Regions from separate parts of the Capra hircus genome. Here region 2 is linked to region 1. The links are chromatin contacts, called in public Hi-C maps. All regions are on one chromosome and are shown on one strand. Each heading gives the region's core, a stretch centred on a gene start, on an enhancer-like site or on the middle of the called end of the contact. The rest is flanking DNA. Distances are from core to core; before and after follow the strand shown. Region 1 overlaps EPG5 (ectopic P granules protein 5 homolog). Region 2 holds the start of PSTPIP2 (proline-serine-threonine phosphatase-interacting protein 2).

Evidence for each region. A called contact is a pair of places that touch in the nucleus more often than the background predicts.
Region 2: a contact with region 1 is called in a Hi-C map of blood, with 3 times the contacts expected there. The contact joins the promoter of PSTPIP2 here to the enhancer-like site in region 1. A contact is called at or near these places in 3 of 5 Hi-C or Micro-C datasets (blood and liver).

What each region holds. Positions count from the first base shown.
Region 1 is chr24:45,946,866-45,952,040 of ARS1.2, reverse strand. It overlaps EPG5 (ectopic P granules protein 5 homolog), which reads left to right. Exons shown (of 44, transcript XM_018039566.1): 5 at 625-732; 6 at 1,644-1,717; 7 at 4,145-4,250. Among named protein-coding and RNA genes, the nearest start is that of EPG5, 17 kb to the left of the region's middle. Within about 2 kb of position 2,725, at least 1 of the 5 cell types and tissues checked has an H3K27ac peak or open chromatin away from gene starts, as enhancers often do.
Region 2 is chr24:46,084,761-46,089,935 of ARS1.2, reverse strand. It overlaps PSTPIP2 (proline-serine-threonine phosphatase-interacting protein 2), which reads left to right and starts at 3,022. Exons shown (of 15, transcript XM_005697169.3): 1 at 3,022-3,154. The coding sequence starts at 3,122.

The DNA of each region.
Region 1 (5,175 bases), core at 1,476-3,975:
TCTTCAGTTTCGGAGGAAATGGAAGTGTGGGAAGTATGCTGAATTTAAGTGTATTCAGGATATAGGTTTGTTGTTCATATCACTTTTGTTTAATCATATGTTAATGCTATACTTAACATTTTTTTTTTTTAAGGGAAAAGAATCAGGTTTTGGGAAATTTAGGAAAGATACTAGGTGCCTTATGGGATGAGGGGTTGTTTCTTGATTATGTTTCTCAATGGGGCTCCCTTGGGTGTTTCTTTTAGGTTCATGCTAGAGTTCTTACATGTGGACTCAGGTTCTAAGCATAGTTGGATTTGAGAAACTTGCAGACTGGAACTAGATTAAACTACTTGACTTACAGCTATTCATATATGGCCAGGAACATTAGTGTTTTGTAATTTGCCAGATACTAAAAATTGGGTTTGCAGAGAAACTGCTTATGATATTTTTATCATAGTGCCCATAGATTCTTAGTCCTCTGTGTACCTCTGTGTAGAAACTCAACCAGTCGATGGTATATCTTATGTCTGGTTACTCTTTTGAAAGATCACATGTATTTAAATACCAGATAAATGATTGCACTAGGCCCCTAGAAATAGTTGTCTTAATAAACAGTAAAACTGTACGTGCTTTGTTGTTCAGGTATCAGTATTACAAAGAGTGGGCTGTCCTGGAGATCACCTCTTCCTTCTAAACCATATTCTTCGATGCCCAGCTGGTGTTAGTAAATGGGCTGTTCCTTTCATCCAGGTATGAAGAATGACTTTCTAATTTTGAGGAGAATGGGGGAGATTTTGTTAAACATTGTTCCTGAGGAAGTTGCTTTCAGAAATAAGCCTACTTAAAATATATTGATATTTAAAATAAAATTATTAGGATATATCCAGCCTGTGTAGGAGTTACTATGCTGCAACTTCTTGGGCCACTGAAAATTGCTGAAGTTAAGGTAAAGATGCGGAAGTTTAGTTGTAGTGTGGCATGGTAGTTTCAGTAGTGTTTAATCCTGGGAAATTTCTGTGCAGGAAAGCTTGCTAGGACTTTTTTCTATAATATTCAACATTGAATATTCAATAAATTCAACATTCCTAAATTGATCCATCCTACACTGTAGTTGGTGCAGATAAAAAAGAAACCACCAGCATCTCAGAGTTCTTTAATACTAGCAGAGATCTCACGTCTGCAGGATCACTTTAGGCATCGATTGCACGGTTTATGGTTTCGCCTCTCTGCTGCTTGCCTTAGGGTTGTGTTGTTACTCATCACAGCCCCTTCTGATGGGTGGGTAGGAGCCAAACGTGTGCCAGGTTCCTTCTCCATTTTATCTTTTCTCTAGTATTTCTGGTGGCAAGAAATTTGAATTGTTTTAGGTAGAAGGAAGTTTTTAAAAATCTCATCTTTGGATTAAAATAGCAGTATAATCCTCCATCTCATATTATTTCAGGTAATTGATGTAAATGACTGAGCTGCCTCTGTTCTCTGAGTGCATAGAGCCCAGTCAGTACTGCCAGGTAACCTGTGAGGTGTTCTCATTCTTGTGGATGAGGAGCCAGTTTCACCTCTGTTTTCTTAGCAGCTCCCTTGTCAGAATGCTGGTGAATTAAGACTATGGCTACTTGGGTTGTTGGTTTTCTGCAGTATGCCTTTTTCTTTTCTGATTTCAGATCAAAGTGTTGAATAACCCATCAGGAATCTTTCATTTTATGCAGTCCCTTGCCCTGCTGATGTCTCCTGTCAAGTAAGTGTGGAAGAGCTTCATAAAGTAGAAATTAAAATGTTCTGTCAAACAATTGGCTTCCTAAACTGCCCAGATCCACGCAATTGCTAAGGGAAGAGTCAGCATCCCATAATTTAACAATTCAGCTTTTCTTAGGGTTTAATACCCTTTGTCCCAAAGTGACCCTCTTAACTGCTTTTTTTTTTTTTTTAATTGATTAACTTTTTTGGGTGCCTCCTTTTAATGGATCTGCCATTCCGGCCATATATGTCATTGTGGTGCTGTGGGGAGAAAAAGTTTCTTTCCTTCAAAGGAGAGATTTAGTGGTAGAGGTAAAAAAGCACAGTCAAAGAGATTCAAGTGCCAAATTGTGTGGTGTTAGAGAAGACTCTTGAGGGTCCCTTGGACTGTAAGGAGCTCCAACCAATCCATTCTGAAGGAGATCAACCCTAGGATTTCTTTGGAGGGAATGATGCTGAAGCTGAAACTCCAGTACTTTGGCCACCTCATGTGAGGAGTTGACTCATTGGAAAAGACTCTGATGCTGGGAGGGATTGGGGGCAGTAGGAGAAAGGGACGACTGAGGATGAGATAGCTGGATGACATCACGGACTTGATGGACATGAGTCTGAGTGAACTCCGGGAGATGGTGATAGACAGGGAGGCCTGGCGTGCTGTGATTCATGGGGTTGCAAAGAGTCGGACACGACTGAGCGACTGAACTGAACTGAACTGAATGATTGATGCTTCCCAGGTGGCGCCAGTGGTAAGGAACTCACCTGCCGATGCAGGAGATGCAAGAGACACAAGTTTGATCCCTGGCTTGGGAAGATCCCCTGGAGAAGGAGATGGCAACCCACTCCGGTATTCTTGCCTGGAGGATCCTATAGATAGAGGAGGCTGGTGGGCTACAGTCCATGGGGTCACAAAGAGTTGGACGTGACTCAGCTGCACGCACACACAATTGATGCAGTAGAAATGAGTAGAGTAGAGTGGAGTAGTCAGAGGGTTCCAGGTGAATGAGCTGGATTTGAAGACTGGAACTGATTTCAGCGGGAAGAGGAGTTGGGAGGGCACTCACTGCAGGGGGAGAAGGGAGCGGTGGCCCAGTGTGCAGGGAACGTAGCTGTGCAGGGGGCACGTCGGAGGCCAGCTGGACTGCAGTGAAGGGGTGCATGGGAGATGATAATAAAGATGAACAGCTAGGGGGGAGTTGGATTATAGAAGACCTAGAAATTCAGAGAGTTTTGAGATGGTCTGGCTTTTGTAGCAATTGAGGGTTTTTGAACATGGGTAAAGGTTGTGTTTAAGGAAATTAGGGTGGACTGGAGGTAGAAGATGCCCTTCTGCTTCACTGAGTCATGGTTGCAGAGGTCTGGCGCTCCTGACTCTGGAGCCCAGTCCAGCATCTAGAGGGTACATCCTTACGTGGGGAGAAGGCAGGCTATGTCCCGGTGACCTGGAACTGTGTTACTACCACGGGCTCTTGATCCAGGAAAGCCTATCTTCCCCAAACCTGAATTGAGGTGATAGCAGTGGGAAGGTGAAGGTGGGAAACTGGAAGGTCATCTTCCCAGGAAAGAATTAAGAAGCTGATTAAACAAGGAGAATGTGGGGGAGGGGTGGCTCAGACCTGCCTCTGTAGACTGATTCTGACTGACTGAGAGGCTGTTGGCAGCCCTCAGAGACTGAGAAGAAAAGGCGGAGCTGCCAGGGAAGGAGGAAGATCTGAGGTCGTTGGGGTTTATGGGAGGACACATCTGAGTGACAGGTACCAGTGGACGCGTGGAGCTCTACGGCTGGAGCCCTTCAGGTTGCAAGCTGGAAGTCACGGAGGAGAGCTCCTGGTGGAAGCACGGAATGGATGAATTTTTCAGGGTCAGGCCAGAGAGGAGGGAACAAGAGAGCTGAGAACCGCATGGTGGTTTCAGAGAAGGAACTTGTGTGGTTACTCCGACTTGTTAGGTCCAGCCAGCACCATGTGAAAGCCTGGCCAGCAGGAATTCCCCTAGATGCCTCTCTCTCACCACCTGGATGCAAGGACTATTCCTACACATGTGTTTAGATGTGGTTTCCCCCAGCCGGCTTCTGCATTACCTGCAGATTATCCTTTGCTCAGTTAAGCATGTTTTCTGAACACTTTGTGGGCCAGTTAGAACTCAGGTACCACGCAGTCCTGGGTGTGCAGAGGCCCCACCAGAGGCGGGCACTATGCTGGCATAGCCGCTTCTCTTTACTGACCCAGGAGGGCAATAGTCTCTACATCACCGATAGTGAAGCTTTGGTCTCCTTGAGTTTTAGCCAGTTATTATTTCTTGTTTTCTGATTCAAACCACTTGGAGATTGTGTTGATGTCCACTCTTCTTCAAGGTGAGTAGACAATCCAGAATGCACGCGGTGGGCTGTGTTTATGTTTATGTGATTGGAGCGGTTTCCTTTGTCCTTTAGAAACCGAGCCGAGTTCCTGTGCCACATGAAGCCCAGTGAATGGAATCCATCCTCCTCGGGGCCTGCGTCCGGGACGTGGACTCTAGTAGACGAGGGGGGAGAAGAGGTAACTCGTCATATCTGCAGCATTTTGATGAATCATTTCTGAGCTCTCTCATGTGCCAAGTATCATTTTAAGCACCTCTCTTGTATTAGCCCAATTTAATTCCCCCAACAGCCCCACGAGGCAAGTACTATTTTCATCCCATATTAGAGATGAGGAAACAGGTGCAGGATGGTGGTGAGGGAATTTGTCCCAAATCACAGGTCTCGAGCCTTTGTGCTGAGGCGGTGTCTGCTGCCTCCCTTCTCCAGACCATTGCTGCATAGCTGGGAGAGTTTGGACCTGGAAGTGTTCACATACTACATACACTTTCTATTAGGCTTTTCTTTTATGTAGCATCCATTTTCTGGGCTTGGGATCTCACCTACAGATACTCTGAGCCTTTCTAATAAAGAGCTGGATCTTACCAAAGTGGGCTTCCCTTATGGCTCAGCTGGTAAAGAATGCGCCTGCAATGCGGCAGACCTAGGCTCACTCCCTGGGTTGGGAAGATCCCCTGGAGAAGGGAAAGGCTACCCACTCCAGTATTCTGGCCTGGAGAATTCCATGGACTGTGTAGTCATGGGGTCCCAAAGAGTCGGACACGACTGAGCGACTTTCACTTTCACTTCTTACCAAGGTTCTGCCTTAACACTTACAAACTTTCTTACCTAGATCTTCTCATTTGAAAGAAGATAATTTCTTATTTTTAGTGAGAATTTAATGATCAAAATCCAGTTTCTCAGGTAATACTTATTGAGTTTTCTTTCTAGTATTATACATGGCTAGTGTATTGGTAAACATTTTTTTTTTTCCCCTTCCAGCTAGTTATCTGCCTGCCTTAGTGTGTCTTTATGGTCCAAATCCAGATTTGACGTGCTTGTCCAGGATTGGCCAGGAACTAAATTTACTAAAACACCTTCTCTTTAAAAGGAGTTGAGAATTTTCA
Region 2 (5,175 bases), core at 1,773-4,272, 140 kb before region 1:
TTGTTTCGCATCTTGTTTTTTCCCCGCTTTATAGCTGGTAATTGTTCCATATCAAAACACTGAGCTTCCTCATTTTTTTAATGCTTGAATATGATTTAATTGTATAGATATATTACAATCTATTGAGCTAGTCCTCCACTGATGGCATTTAGTTCTTTCAAATCTTTTGCCAGAATAACCATGCTGCTATAAATAATTATATACATATTTCACTTTGCACATATGAGGATATCTGGAGGATAAACTCTAACATGGAATTGTTGGATCAAAACATAGGAGCACTTAGGAAATTCCTTGGTGCTCTAGTGGTTAGGACTCAATGCTTTCACTGCAAGACTTGTGGCCAAAAAAAAAAAAAAAGGGGAGCATTAAAAATTTTGGCAATATGGCAGAATTTCTTTTCACAGAGATTTTCAATTTTTTCATAAAAGAGTGTCTGTCCTGTCCATTCAGCCAGCACCATGTGCTATCAAACTTTATGTTAGGAAAGGTGTATTAAAGGATTTTAGAAAATACGAATGAAATATTGTTAAGTTACAAAAGCAAGACTCAAATATGTACAGTACGAGCTTAAAAATGCAAATGTAGGACTTCCCTGGTGATCCAGAGGTTAATAATCTGCCTGCCAACCATGCAAATGCATATTATTGAAAGAGATAATGCCACTGAATTAATAATAATGCCACTATTAATGGCATTAATTTAATGCATTAAATTCAGATAATGCCACTGAATTTAATAATGCCATTAAATTATCCACTGTTAACACAGTAAATGTGTTAATTGTGGTTTATATTAAATGTATTGATTCATTATTCCATAATTGCTGTAGTCCAACTCTTTGCAACCCCATGGACTGTGGCCTGCCAGGCTCCTCTGTCCATGAGATTCTCCAGGCAGGAATATGGGGGTGGCTTGCTATTTCCTACTCCAGGGATCTTCCTGGAGTAGTGTTATGGCTGTAGTAGTGTTATTTAACTTCATTAGTAAAATATCCCAAATTTGTTATAGACCCTTGGGGGCATCCTTGGTGGTGCAGATAGTAAAGAATTTGCCTGTGATGCAGGTGACCCAGGCCGATCCCTGGGTTGGGAGGACCCCCTGGAGAAGGAAATTGCAACCCTCTCTAGTATTCTTGCCTGGAGAATCTCCATGGACAGAGGAGCCTGGTAGGCTACAGTCCATGGGGTTGTAAAGAGTCAGACATGACTGAGCGACTAACACACTTCTGCTGTAAAAACAATTCAAAGCAAGACCCATGGATATAGTACAAATATTACTTGTCTTTTTATTCCCAACACCTGTTGAGGTGATGAGGTTTATAAATTAGGAATGAATGAGGAATATTTTCTGACTGTGTGGACAACCATTTGAAATTTCCAATCTTGCCACCAGGTGGTGGAAGAGAGTTAAAATTCAGGGGACCTCGTGGGCTCTGAGCCACGAAAATCAAGTACAATGTACCCTGAGAGGTTAAACAAAATGTTAAAAATGAAAATTTTAACAATTAGAATTGATTTAAAATATTTGTTCCAAAATATTCAAAACTCCCAGGAAAAACCTTGATGCTATCTGTGGCACTTCAGCATATTTCCTCAGTTGGCATTATTTCTTACCCCTCCTTCTGTTGAGCCTGTCCTCCTGGTGCCCCTGATGATGCTGTCAGGCTTCCCTTTTTCCTTCTAACCTCGCTGCTTTCCAAAGAGTTGAACAGCCTGATGAATGGATGCAGCTGAAGGCCACCTCTCCATCTCTGTTGTTGCAGATGACTCTTGGTGGGATTCCATCACCGGGGTGGGTGAGGGCAAACCTTCCAGCTGCCCTTCACATCACCCCAGCTGCTATCTCTTCACTGTGTCTGTACCAAGCTAGAACCTGCTCAGAGGCAGTTTGCCTCTCCAGGTCTGAGGCTGGGGGCTGGCTCTCGACCTGCATCCTCCCCTCCTTGAGTGGATCTGCCTCAGGAATGACCTCTATGTTTGGCTCTGATTCTGTTTAGAGGGGCAGAGCTGTAACCGAGCTCCTCATACTTTAAATACCTGTGATCTTGGCCACGTCAATCAGCCTCTGTGGGCCTCAGTTTTTGGTTCAGGGCAGGTAGCTCAGGGCTGTACTTTGTCTTAGAGTGCCTTATCACTGCAAAGCGGGGATGGGTCTGACTTGCCCTCGGTTATGTTTAGGAAGGTGTTCTACTAGGAGAATGCAGGAAGAGGAAGGACGCTGGGACATCATACTTCTGGAGGGATTTGGTGGAGAAGGGTCTTGGGTCTGGATCCTAAGAATGCGGAAGGGTTGGGGAGGAGCTGAGTTCCTGGACACCGTGAAAGAACCCCACTGAGGGACATGGAGTCAAGGGCCAATGACCTTTCCATGACTTTTGGACTAAAACATGCTTACCTGTGGCGGGTGCCTCTGAGGTCCCGCACTTGACGAGCTGAAGCGTCCACACCTGACCCGGCCGTCAGTGTTGTCAGTGGAGGCCACGCGCAGTCCCCGCGACCACCTCGGATCCGACGGGGGCTCCGTCCACCAGCGCGCGGAGCCTGGCTGTCTCCGCCAGGAACTGGGTCAAGGGAGGAGGGAGCTGTGGGCAGGAACCGAGCCGAATTCAGGGAGGCGACAGAATCTGTTCCTTCCGATCTTTAAAGGTCTCCCGAAGGAGAGGGACGTAGGGCTAACTGACTGACGCCTGACGCCGCAGGGTCTAACCCGCGGGCCGCCTCTCTCTTCCGCGCGGGACGAGTGCAGGGTGCAGGCAGACCCGGGACGCGGCTGTGGCAGGAGTAGGGGGTGCTGGGTGCTGCGGACCGCTGAGGGGTTCGGGGAGCGGGGCGTGGTGGGGGCGCGGGGCGGGGCCGAGAGGGGGCGGGGCTCCGGGGGCGGGGCCGGGCGATGCGGATGGGGCAGGAGGGGCGGGGATCGGGGGCGGAGCTGGGCTCGGGGGCGGGGCCGGGCGGTGAGGCTTGGGGCAGGCGGGGCGGGCAGATGGGTGGTGTGTGGGGCGGGGCGGGCGGTGGCGTGGGCCGGGCTTAGCTCCGGGTGCGCGGCCGGGCTGGCAGGTCCTGACAGTCCTCGTCCCCACGCGCCTGCTCTGGTTCTCCTCGCTGCTCGCTAGCCAGCCATGACAGGCTCACTGTTCAAGGGGAACTTTTGGGTAAGTCAGCGAGGCGAGGAGCCCATCGCCCGGCTTGGGAGATGGGGGCCCCGAAGGGAGCCGTGGGCCCCTGTCCGGAGCAGAATCCGATCGGACCCGCCGCCGCCGGCCCCTCTCTGCGCTGCCCCCAGCCCGCCGCGCGTCCTCGGGTCCGCGGGGTCCGGTTCGCAGGGTTTCCCTCGGCCGTCCGCGCCCCGAGTCACCGCAGACAGGTGTAGCCTTATAGCTGGGACATTCCCCTCTCATCTCACACCTGGGGAAACCGAGACCCAAACGGAGGAGCCACTAGTCCTGGGACAGTCGCAGGGTGGTCCCGGAGGCTGCACTGTGAGCAGATTTGGGGGGTAACGTGGGTCAGAAAACGTGCGGTAAATTTCGCCGGGTTGTTTGGCTTTTCCAGGTCCGCGGAAATGTACAGCCTGTCCGAGCCTCCAGACATTAGCGGGGTTCTCTAGCAGAAGCTTTGCCAGTCTCGTAGCCCCGTTTCCTGAGCCCCTCCCAGCCTTTGCCCCCTGTCCCCCTATCCAGGGGGAGGCTGGTGCGTGTGTGAGATCCTGCGAGCTGGTGGGGGCATCTGAGCCCGAGGACGGGCCCAACCAGGAGGCGTCAGCTCAGTCCTCTTCTCTGTCCAGTCCTCTTCCCCCCGTCCTCTCGCTCCCCAGGTGCCCCTCAACAGTCTGTACCCCCTCATTTGGAGGAGCCACCCTCATCCTTTTAAGGCAGGAGCAGAAAGTCAGCTTGTCTCCAGACTGAGCTACTGCTGCCAAGCCGCCCCATCTCCTTACCTGCAGTCCCGATGTGAAGTGAAAGTTGCTCCCTCTGTCTGACTCTTTGCAGGCGGATTCCTTACCAGCTGAGCCACAAGGGAAGCCCAATACTGAAGTGGGTAGCCTATCTCTTCTCCAGAGTATCTTCCTGACCCAGGAATTGAACTGGGGTCTCCTGCATTGCAGGAGGATTCTTTACCAACTGAGCTATCAGGGAAGCCGAAAGGAAAGCAACCCTGATGGCTCCCTGTTTAGCCTCATAGCACCTAGCAGGTTCCTTTCCCCCATGGAGAGTGCTACAAAGAGAAAACTTGGCCCTGTGACCTGGGGGACACAGTTTAGACCCTGCCTTGAGAAGTCCCTTTTCCTGGAGTTTTTGGGGTTCTCCTTGAGCACTGCCCACCTGTGGGGTATGGTCCTCTCACCGCAAGCAGCTTCACAGAGAAGGTGCATGGCCTTGGAGCTGGCCCCTGGAGGAGGCCTGTGAATTCTTTGGGTGGAATAAAGATCTCAGGGTCCCATGCCAGGCACTGTGGGGAAAAAACAGCACAGAGAGCCCTGTTTTTCTTCCCCTCAGTATGTAGCATTCAGTTTTCAGGTCTCTGCCCAGTGTCTTCTCTTCAGGGAAGCCCTTCCCGATTGCGCCCGATAGTGCATGTTGTATTCCTTCATAGTTTTTGTCCTTTATGGTTTTGAGGTTGGGGGCCTTGCAAGCATGTGAGCACCTTGTGGACAGCTGTTGTCTGGCTTTCAGTGCCACTGCCCCTTGCACGGGCTGTTGCCAGTGAGATCTCAGCAGATAGCTGTCGAATGAGTACAGTGGATCTATGAAACGGACAGGGCATGTAGTGGGTTGAGAGCTGCGGCCTCCATCCTCAGAGGGCTCCCAGGCCACAGGAAGGCAGCCCCCCAGCTGCTCCCAGAGGCAGTCTTGCAGGAATGTTTAGGGGAGGGGGCAGATATGAGGTCTGTGTTGGGAGTTAGAGATTTGGTAAAGGTCCAGGGTAGAGAACTTTCTGAGTTTTTACTTCCCCCTCGCCCCTCCCTGAGCTTTTACTTTCAAAACATATAAGCTCCTGAGTGATAGTTTGCAAAGATATCTTCTAATTTCATATGATTTTTATGTCAAGTAATAAAAACAGTAATAGCTAACATTACTGTGTATAGAGTCTGTGGCAAGCACTGTGCTAAACACTTTACATATACCACTCATTTACGTCTCAGCTACCCTATGGGGTACCTTATTGACTATTC